2 separate regions of the Anas platyrhynchos genome follow, and region 1 is linked to region 2. The links are chromatin contacts, called in public Hi-C maps. All regions are on one chromosome and are shown on one strand. Each heading gives the region's core, a stretch centred on a gene start, on an enhancer-like site or on the middle of the called end of the contact. The rest is flanking DNA. Distances are from core to core; before and after follow the strand shown. Region 1 overlaps GJA8 (gap junction protein alpha 8). Region 2 holds the start of BCL9 (BCL9 transcription coactivator).

Evidence for each region. Hi-C and Micro-C count contacts between places; a contact is called where the count stands out from the background.
Region 1: a contact with region 2 is called in a Hi-C map of liver, with 2.6 times the contacts expected there. The contact joins the enhancer-like site here to the promoter of BCL9 in region 2. A contact is called at or near these places in 4 of 8 Hi-C or Micro-C datasets (liver, skeletal muscle and subcutaneous adipose tissue).

Annotation. Positions count from the first base shown.
Region 1 is chr1:97,441,683-97,446,614 of IASCAAS_PekinDuck_T2T, reverse strand. All of the region lies in intron 11 of GJA8 (gap junction protein alpha 8), which reads right to left. Among named protein-coding and RNA genes, the nearest start is that of GPR89B, 20 kb to the left of the region's middle. Within about 2 kb of position 2,919, at least 1 of the 8 cell types and tissues checked has an H3K27ac peak or open chromatin away from gene starts, as enhancers often do.
Region 2 is chr1:97,285,929-97,291,007 of IASCAAS_PekinDuck_T2T, reverse strand. It overlaps BCL9 (BCL9 transcription coactivator), which reads right to left and starts at 2,646. Exons shown (of 10, transcript XM_038184617.2): 1 at 1,992-2,646. POGLUT1 (protein O-glucosyltransferase 1) reads left to right here and starts at 2,760. Exons shown (of 11, transcript XM_027449355.3): 1 at 2,760-2,920; 2 at 3,038-3,128. The coding sequence starts at 2,824.

The DNA of each region.
Region 1 (4,932 bases), core at 1,670-4,169, 160 kb before region 2:
TGGCACCACTGAGACAGTAAAATCTCCACTATAATTCAGCCTTTTGCTCACAAACTACGAGGTCACTTGGGGAATGTGAGATTTTTCATTCCAGATGGATTTCCAACACAGACATGATGTCAGGACAAGGCAGGGCCATGCTATTGAACAGCTCTGTTCATGCATGATAGCAGATTGTGCAATTATATAGCGCATAACCCTGGATAATGATACCTCTCCCTCAAACAAAGTTATCTTCTCCTGATCTGCTTAGCTAGAAAGTGGCACATGCTTCCTGTTCTTCTGCTGAACACACAAACCTTTCACTCATGGCTGAAGCTGAATACCAGATATATTCAGCCTCCCTGCAAGAACCTGGGAGCTTTACCCAATGCTCCTCTCTGCTAGACGACCACCCAACTTAGTGGATGTTTGCTTTCTAGTAACATGCTTCTTTGTCCATCCTTGAGCCAAAGCTGTCTACCAGTCTGATCATTAGAGATGAGAATCTCCCCAGGCTTCCTCTTCTCTCTACCACCTACTGGCCTCAGAAACCATTTAAACGTAGCTAGTGCTGGGCAAATCTTTGGACAGAACTTGCCATGTCCCTGCAAAACTGGCAAATGTCAGTGTCCCCATTTTAAGGGCAGAGCTCTAAGATTTTTCCAGGATTTGCCCAAAGTTGAGCATCTTTTCAGAGCCCTCAGGGAACTGGGGAATATATTTCGCTAGAAAACTCCAAACAAAATAGAAAGAAAAGAGAGGGAGAAAAATATAAAGCATCAAGAAGGAGGGAAACTGGGGAAGTATGCAAGTAACAGAAAAGGTGAACTCAGGGTTGGATTAATCTGGGGCTCAAGTGGAAGATAAATACTTATGGGAAATATGTTTTTAATTTAAGGGATGGAACAAAACTAGACAATGAATAAAGATAAGCAGAGCAAAAGTGGAATGCCTTTCAATATCTCTTTAACTTAAATGCAGTTCTGCTCTGAAAATTACTGTTATAAGAGGACCTGGGGAATTACAGGCCAGTCAGCCTGTGATACCTAGAAAGATACTGGAGCCAATTATGAAACAATCAATTTATAAGTATTTAAAGGACAATAAGGTGATAAGAAACAACCAGCAGGGAATTCTGAAGAACAAACCTTGTCAAACCAGGCTAATGTTCTTCTTTGACTAATAGGTCTGGTAGATGAGAAGGAAATGGTAGATATCAACTATGTTGACTTTAGTGAGCATTTCAGAAATACCTAGATCACAGACCCCCCCCAGAGCAGCAAGCAGACCACTGTGCAGCATCTACACACGTTGAAGTACCATAAGAAAGGGTAATTATCAGGGCTTCGCTTTGCCAGATGGGAGGATCACCTCCCTGAAGTTCTGGCCCCAGGGCTGGTCTGCGTTTCCTTGAGTGATTCAGACAACAAAACGGAGGACAAAAGGGAAAGGATGTCAGCTGGGCTGGGGTCTGCCATCCCTTCTGAAGGCAGAGGGATGGGAGAGATCAGAAGTTGAAATGAACAGGAGACACTGGCGAGGTGGCCTGCAGAGGTGATTGCATCAAGGTATAATTCAGAAATGATGAGGGCACAGACACCAAACACACTGGTCCAAAGTCGATCATGACCATTTTGACAGCAGTGCAGCACAGAAAGGGCTGGGGTGGGACCGAATACAAGTCTGTTAAGTGAGATTCCCACAGAAAAAGACAAATCTCATTCTGAAGTGCTTTAAGGGGAGTTTTGTGTATAAGACAAAGGAAGCAATTATTCTGTGCATTTACTGGGTAGTGCTGAGCTCTCAGCAGGAACAGTATGTCCAGTTCCAGGCACTACATTTTACAGAAGATGTTGACGAATTGGAGAAAGTCCGAAAGCAAAAAAAAAAAAAAAAAAAAAAAAAAAAAAAGATAAGAGATTAAAAAAAAAAAGAAAAAAAAAAAACATGACTTATAAGGAATGGATAAAAGAACTGGGTTTGTTTTCTCTAGGAAAAGAACAACAGGAGGGAAAGCATGGTAACAGTCTTCCAGCACATAAACATTTGTTATAATGGGTAGAAAGACTAAGCAGTTGTCCTCCACATTCACCAGAAGTAGAAGAAGAAATAATCAGCTTAATTTGCAATAAAGATGATATAGCTAAACATTAGAAAAACACTTTGCAGCGGTAAGAACAGCAAAGCACTGCAGCACACTGCTTGGGGAGGCTGTAGAATCACAGGAGGTTTTTATGAAGAGGTAAACAAACATCTGTTAAGAATGATCTTATCTCATAAAAAGGAAAACAATTGGAAGGGAAGGGGGAGGCTTTCTGAGGTCTTTGGCCCTACGCTTCTATGATTTCTTGGCACTTGTCTCCAAGAAATATCTTCAGTAAATAAAAGTATCTTGCCACCCACCCTGAAAACTCAGCCTGGACATCCTGAGTTGCCTACACCACACAGCGCAATGCTGAGCTGGGCAGATATCAGCTCAGGTCTGCAAGCAGGTCTGCTGTGTCAGCAACGTGTTCCACTTGAGCTAATTATCTCCTCTCCAGAGTGGGGCTAATGAGCTGGGGCAGCGTGAAGCACACTGGTGCTATGCTGCTTCCCATGCTGGGGCTAGCTCGTCCCAGGCTAGCAGAGGTGCCTCCACGCCCTCTGGCTGCCCTGCAAGGAGGGCTGTCCTCAAGGAAGCTTTGGGATGGTCACTGCTTTATAGTTCACTTCAGTAAGCAGTGATTGCTCTGAACGTGCTGTGGATTTAGAGCTTCATGCTTAACGTAACCACATTTCGTAACCACAATTCGTTCTCCTACTATCGCAACTGTGAGATTAAATGCCGTGCCTTATTTAGAGCATTTCATCTGGACATTAAAGCTAACCATGAAAAACAGCATGCGAGTGACCCACGGCACTGCCAGTAAGAACCTCTTCTTCTCACACAGTTTAGCGCTGACCTTTTCCAGAGATGCTGATTTTATCTTTGGAGCAATAAGAGCCACCCACCTCATCTCGGCAGAACCGCTGGAGCGGCATCAGCAAAGCAAAAATAGGAAACAGCCTCTGCCAAGCGGTCTCTCGGGCTGCCGCATCCTAAACCACTAGCGGGCGGTGTTTTCTCACTCATGCACTGCACAGCGCCAGGGGAAACCGAGGGATGCAATGGCTGAGAAAGAAGGCACAAGGTGTCTGGTACGCTATGTCTGCACCCTACCTTTCTCTTCCCTCATGTCTTAGACCTTTTCTGCAGATACAAGACTAAGGCGAGCACAGGAAAGTTAAGATGATGCAGTTGATCTTAAGATGATATGCTTGGAATACAATTTTTATAGTACCTTTTTAGTGGTTAAATAGATGTAGATAAGCTGATGTGAAGATCACTTTTTTATGGCATTGATTTTACCTATGTAAACAGTGTCGACTTTGTTGACAAAGCACTCCTTTTGCTAGTATAGTCTGTGTTTTCTCTTGAATCTCTATCCCTTACCCAACAAACATTTGTGATGTATACCAACTGACCTGCATGATTTCCCCTTTAATAACAGCACAGTTAATAATAAAATCTGAACTGAGCTCACGAAGTAACTGCAAGGCAAAGGAGATACGCTGTCAATGGTCAAAGGTAGGTGTCGTAGTACCGCAGCAGAAGCACAAACAGCACTAGGAAGAGAAGAATAATCTTAGACACATGATTTCACTGCTCGGCATGACTTCACTTAGAACTTGACTGAGCTTCCTTCACAGACTTTACAACAGTGCCCAGGTCAGAAATTCCACGTTCTCACCCTAAAGCAGATGTTATTTCTGAACAGGTGTGCTGGGACCGGGCACAGAGCTTGTAGGCAAGGTGTAGCATGTGCATTACAGAGCCATCATAGAGAAAATACTTTTCCTGGGTCCCCATGTGTCCTCTCACCTAGCCCCTTCTCTTGCCCTGAACCTGCCCTGGTCAGACATGGAGGTGCAGCACATCAGCTGGAAGGCATCACTGAGAAGACTGGCAGCTGCATACTTAGGTGGCCCCTGGACTCAAATTTCTCTCTACATATTTTCTACATTATGTCCTTTCCACTGCTGTTGAGATCCTCCTCAGAGAGACAGATTAACTGTTGTGAGGTATCAGAGCACTCAGGGAACACATCGCTTACCGCCAATCTGTACTACAAAAAGCGGATCCAGGGACGGGAGGAACACGTACCTGATAACACTTCTGGTAATAATTGCTCCAGGCCTGCCAGTAAAATAGGGGCTCATATTTCCCCAACCCTTGCAGAGATCTGTGTGTTTGTTTTATCAAGGCTGTTTGTACAATCCCTTAACATTCTCAGGCACGAGATGCTGGAAGGGACCAAGCTTCTGAAGGACCTGAACAAGAGGGCACGTCTGGAAACTTCTTGTGTTACCTCCCTGTCCACAAGGTTTGTTGCCTTTCAGTTTCTGCTGGGGGCTCGTTCCCTAGTCATTTCTCCCTTCTTCTGGGCTCTCCTAACACCACCAAGGCCTGCCTTGCTGAGTGGTAGGCTCAGGGCTCTCAGGAGCGTTGTCACCACCCACTCTCCACCTTTATCTCCCTGCCTTCATTTCCACACCGCATCATTCTGCAGTGGAGGTGCCCCATGCACACAAGGCATGGAGGTGGCTCAGGAAAGCTCATAAGCAGGACAGGGCAGTGGGAGGAATGGCAGAACAGGCCACCATCCCTATTTCTCCCTGTCCCAAGAGATGAGCATACCTGCCGTGCACTCTGGCCGACCTCAGCGTCCCATTTCCCACAGCAGAGTACGTTCCCAGCCTCTCTGGGGAGGACATCCGTGGGGACGGTTCCTGTTTCCCTGCCCTTTCAGTCATTTGGCTTCCTGAACCTGATATGATTGTTTCTTTGGGCACAGTGTAAAGATGCCAGCAAGGAACGGAAACCTCTCATGCCTCAGCAATTTATTAAGAAGGATGTTATTGAACTTG
Region 2 (5,079 bases), core at 1,397-3,896:
AAGGAGCTTCATCTTAAAGTCTTAGCTCTCAGGGCCTATTAAACATTTATGCTGACTACCACTCCTACTCTTTGCCTCAGAGAAAGCACCCGAAATAACCTTTGCTACAGAGCAAACTACAACAGTCCTACTGGCTGTGTAACAGACTAGCAGGGAGCTGTGAGAAACAACCAGAAAAAGTGTTGGAACAGCACGCTGATGTCTCCATCAGTGAGCCGGGGAAGAAGCAGGAAATTCTGGTCTGGAACTTGAGGGAGACAGAAAATGATGCTAGAAATAACGGCTGGATTAGTTTTTGTAGAAATGGCTAAGAGTGAGAAAGACCATCAGAGGCAAATACACGTATTTTGGCAATTTTTATATCGTGTTACTTACTGAAGGTTCATACTTTTGGGCAAGTCTTAAGGCTAGCCTCCAGTTTGGGATCTACAACTCCTGTAGCTGTAGAAGGGCCAGTAGAGGGAAAAAGTAAGTCCTGTGCAGAAAGGAAAACAGAGGGACCCTAGCAGAAAACAAAGAAATAATTTCCTCTTTTGATCAAAAACTCTTTGGCTATGCAACACAAGTTTGGGATGAGATAGCCAGAAATACTCAAGTTTTTCACTCTACGAAGCTATTACTACCGATAGCAGATAATACAACATGCACTTACTCCCTTATACTTCACTCATACAATCACCCAGCTGGAGCAACTCTTGGAGGACAACACCAGCTGTACACTCAGGGGTTGTGGTGACCCACAGGTGTCCATGCAGCTGTTCAGAAAGTCCCTCAAAGTCATTTACTTCAATGGATGCACATACAAGCCACTAGTCTTAGCCTGCAAATAGGAACCCCTGTCCTCTAGTCATGCAACTATCTGTTGATAATAGCATCTACTGGCCTTGCACAGATTTAGGCAATGCTTGGTGCCCATGTTTATCAGCTCTTGCAGATTCAGCAGAACTTCTAATCTCCAGAAATCATCAGTCCAGGGGGAACCTTCAATGTTCTTCCTCAGCACATGCTTTTTCTCTTGGGTCTGCTTTCTGGTAGCTACTTCTCCACCCAAACCTACAGTTACCTACATAACCATTTCAGTCTCACAAAAAAAAAAGCCTTCATTCCCAGTTGGTGGCTTGTGTGGCTAATCACTCAGCCTTCACATTATAGATATCAGCTTTATGTAAATGTAACTCCTTCCTCTTAATGAGGGGCCACAGCACCTCCTCCTGGCATCGAAGAACACCAAAATAAATCTGGACCAGGAAAGATGAAGGTTTAGCATTCACAGTTTGATACAGAGAGACAATGAAGATGGGACAGGCCTTCCCACATTCAACCTGGGAAGAAAGATCAATCAAATGGTCTGGATTCATGTTAGGATAGCGTCTGCTTAGCCCAAAGCACTATAACCTATATTAATTTGGCTGCTTATCAGCATGGTTATTATATCCAGCAGTGGATTAATGAGCCTGTCTCCTGAAGGCTGGATAAATACGACTGAGCTGACCGAAACATTAAGCAGGAGGTAGTTCTGAAGACTGCATTCTTAGAAACCATTCTGAATAGAGCGGGTCCTACATGGTACACTGATGGCACTCAGTCCTATTGTTTCCCTTTTTTCTTCTAGTCCACTTTCCCAAAGCTGCAGAAAAGTTTACACAAACCAATCTCAACTATTATTCCTACACAGTAACAACCATGTCTTAACTCTAAACAATCAAATTGAATAAAGCAGAGGCAACCGCATGGGCTTCTATTTTTCCTTCCTCTTGGGTACTTCCCTGCAGCTCTATTTGGCTTCCTACCGTGCGCAAAGGCAGCAACTGTTACTCTTTGGCCAGAACAAGCCTAGAGCTACTGATGAGTGTTAGTGAAGACAGCTGATAAAACCACCATCTCCAGACATCCTCTGTGGTAAAATCCACCTCCACTCTCTTCATCTGAGACTGCTTCCCCCTCCCCATCCACCCCTGAAGTTATAACAGGAGAAGGAGCCTCTTACTTACAGTCTGGATGAAGTGTTTGATGAATTCAGGTGTCCAGGGAAGTTCCAAAAACCCCTCAGGCTGGCTGAGGTCTGCTAGGTACGCACCAGCTGCATAACCCTCATGAGACTCCTGAGCTGTAAATGAGTAAAGCTAAGAGGTTCGGAGGAAGTATCATAAACACACACAGCTCTTCTCTAGGCATTGGTTATTTTTTCAGTAGATGGCCCTGTTTTACTCCAAGTAATGCAGTCAAAGTTCCTGCATTTGGGGAGAAACAGACACCGGGATGGCTGCCGTGCGATAGGCAGGTCTCATGCTGGGGAAACCAGGTTCCTGACAACACTCCCTGCCACATTGGCGCCCTTATTCCTGTGGGTTAAAGCTGCCACGACGTGACCCACGAGAGCCCACAGAGGGTCGCACACGCTGCAGGGCAGCCTCCAGTGCCAACCAGCAGCTCCACCACCAGTTTCAGGGGCAGCAGCCACCGCTCCCTGCAGGGCAGCAGGGGCAGATTGGGCCCAGGCACCTCAACGCAGCCACCCCATGGCTCAACACTGCCCCATGGCCACTGCAGGCAACCCGCTCCTGGGAGCACACGGCAGGGGGAGGCACGGAGGACCCTGCCCACCGGGTCCCGGCCACACGCAGCCCTCAGGGGCTCGGCGCGGTGGCTGTGCTGGGGGAGCAGCGCCGCCACGGAGCGCGGCCGGGCCGAGGCACGGCAAAAACTACAGCTCCCATGGCGCCCAACGACCGCCGCCATTTTGAGGGGGGGGCCAGCGGTGGCCGCGGCCGCCATTTGTAGCCGGGCCGTCTCCGCCCCCCCCCCCGGCGGCACGGCGGCGCCATGGGGCGGGCGGCGCTGCCCCTCTGGGCGCTGCTGGCCCTGGGGGCGCTGCGGGCACCGGCACCGGTACCGGGGGTGGCGGCGGGCGGCCCGGCAGGTGAGCGCGGCTGCAGGGGGGTCGGGCTGGGTGATGCTGGTCCGCTGCGCGGCACCCGCAGGTCGCCCCGGCGGTTTCACGAATGAGCTTTTGGCTTTTCCTTCCTGTGTGTTTCAGATGCCAACTGGAAGACGATAACTGACCGCATTAACAACGCCGTGGGAGCCTATAAGCCATGTGTAAAGGAGAATTGCAGCTGCCACCAGAGGTGAGACACTGCTTTGCTTGGTACCGGACAGGACTCTGGCCACGAGCGGGAACACTTCTGGCAGCACTGATGGATGAGAGTTAGCTGTAGAGTATTTGGGCTCTAAAGTATCATATCTGCAGCCATCGTAGATCACAGTGCTTGCCAGAAGGAGATGATTAATGGCATTGTGTGAAATAGGCCTCCGTAGCTCTAGTAGAGGGTGTGTCCAGCTGCAGATCGGTCACAGTCCTTGTTGTCCTCTGCGACTGAATGACATAAACTGTGTCAGCATCTCATACCTGAGCACACAGTAATCCCACACACAGCTGGTGGTATTTCTGTGTTAAAAATCCCCTTCTGCCTTCTCTCGCAGTGGGACACTGCTAACAAGTTTTTCTGATGGGCTTTTAAAAGTGGAAGAAATCAAGTACATGCAAAATATTTTAAAATAGGTAGGTTAAGAAGAATCATTACAGAAAGCACATTCATTTGGTCTGATGCTGTGTTGTACCTTGTGCGCTGCCTGTGCCTGGACAGGGCTTCCAGTGGGAGAAGGGAAGGGAGAACTGGAAGAGCCCTCTTTCTGGGGAGTTTAGTTCGCTGCTTGTCAGAACTGGAGTAGCAGTGCGTATTTAACTGCCTGACTTCTGCGTGACCTCAGATGGTCCAAGAGAAGCGCATTCAGGAAGTATTCCCCTGCTTTTAGGATTAGGCTTCCAAACGTAGAAGTGCAGATGTCCCATGTTCAGACTCCTGTTTAAAAAATAGATGTGCTCATTCATTTTGGAGGTGAGATTGAGCACCAGACTGGCTTTTAATATCAGATGAGTCATTTTGGGTCAACCATTGCTATACTGTTTGGAGGTTTTGATCTTCATTGCTCTTTATATATTTATGACAAGTCTCTTCTAGTTTAGTCTTCCAGTCTTTTTCCTCAGTTACAATTCAAATACAGCCTAAAGACATCTCCTAATCTTTAAACATACACTCCACTATCTCCTACCCGCCTTTGGGTATGACTTCCACACCTGCTTCAGAACATGATAATTGATAGTAACAGAAAGTTACAGTTGCTGTGATTCTCCAAACCTAGTTCTCATTACAGCAGCATTTCATTTAAGGGTTGTTTAAAGAGCAGTTTTATTCAGTAGTGACAGGCTTTACAAAAGAATCTGGAAAGATGATACAACATGTATCCACTGTGCACCTAAAAGACTCTTTTCATTTTGATAGCTGATTTGGAGATATGTAAGTGTGCAGCAGAACACTGAAAGCCAGTACTTTTTCCCAGATAACAGACTCTACTTGTGCCAGGTTTTCTGGTGGCCACGAACTGAAAAGAACTTTCAGAGACTACTGAAAGGTAGCAATATAGGCAAGAATGACATGGACATGCTGTAAAACTCTCCAACTTTCTTCATGATCTCCAGCTCATTAGATTTGCATCCCTGTCACACAGCTTATCCCGTGATCAGTCCATCTGTACCGGAACAATTCTTTATGTAGTTTACGATTTTTTATCTGATACAGAATAACAGAATCATTGAGGTAGGAGGGGAACCTGTTGAGATCATCAGGTCCAACCTCCTTGTTCAAGCAGGGCCACATAGAGTAAGTTGCCAGGACCATGTACAGCCAGGATATGAATATCTCCAAAGATGTGAACCCCACAACCTCTCTGGGCAACCTGTGCCAGGGTTTGATCATTCTCATAGTGGGTTCGCCCCATATGTATGTGCAGTGTTGTATGAAGCCAAGGCATTGATGCAGTGTCTACCAAAAAGTAGTGGAGAGGTTTTTGTGGCTCTTACAGTCCAGCAGCACTTACTAACTGCTCTAAGCAGTAGATCTGGGAGCCATTACAGTGAATTAATATAAGCTGTATCCTCCATCTGTATTTTCTTGTATAGGTTAGGGTTATATTTTCATACTGCATTCCTGGAGCTCACTGGTAATGTGCAGATGTCAC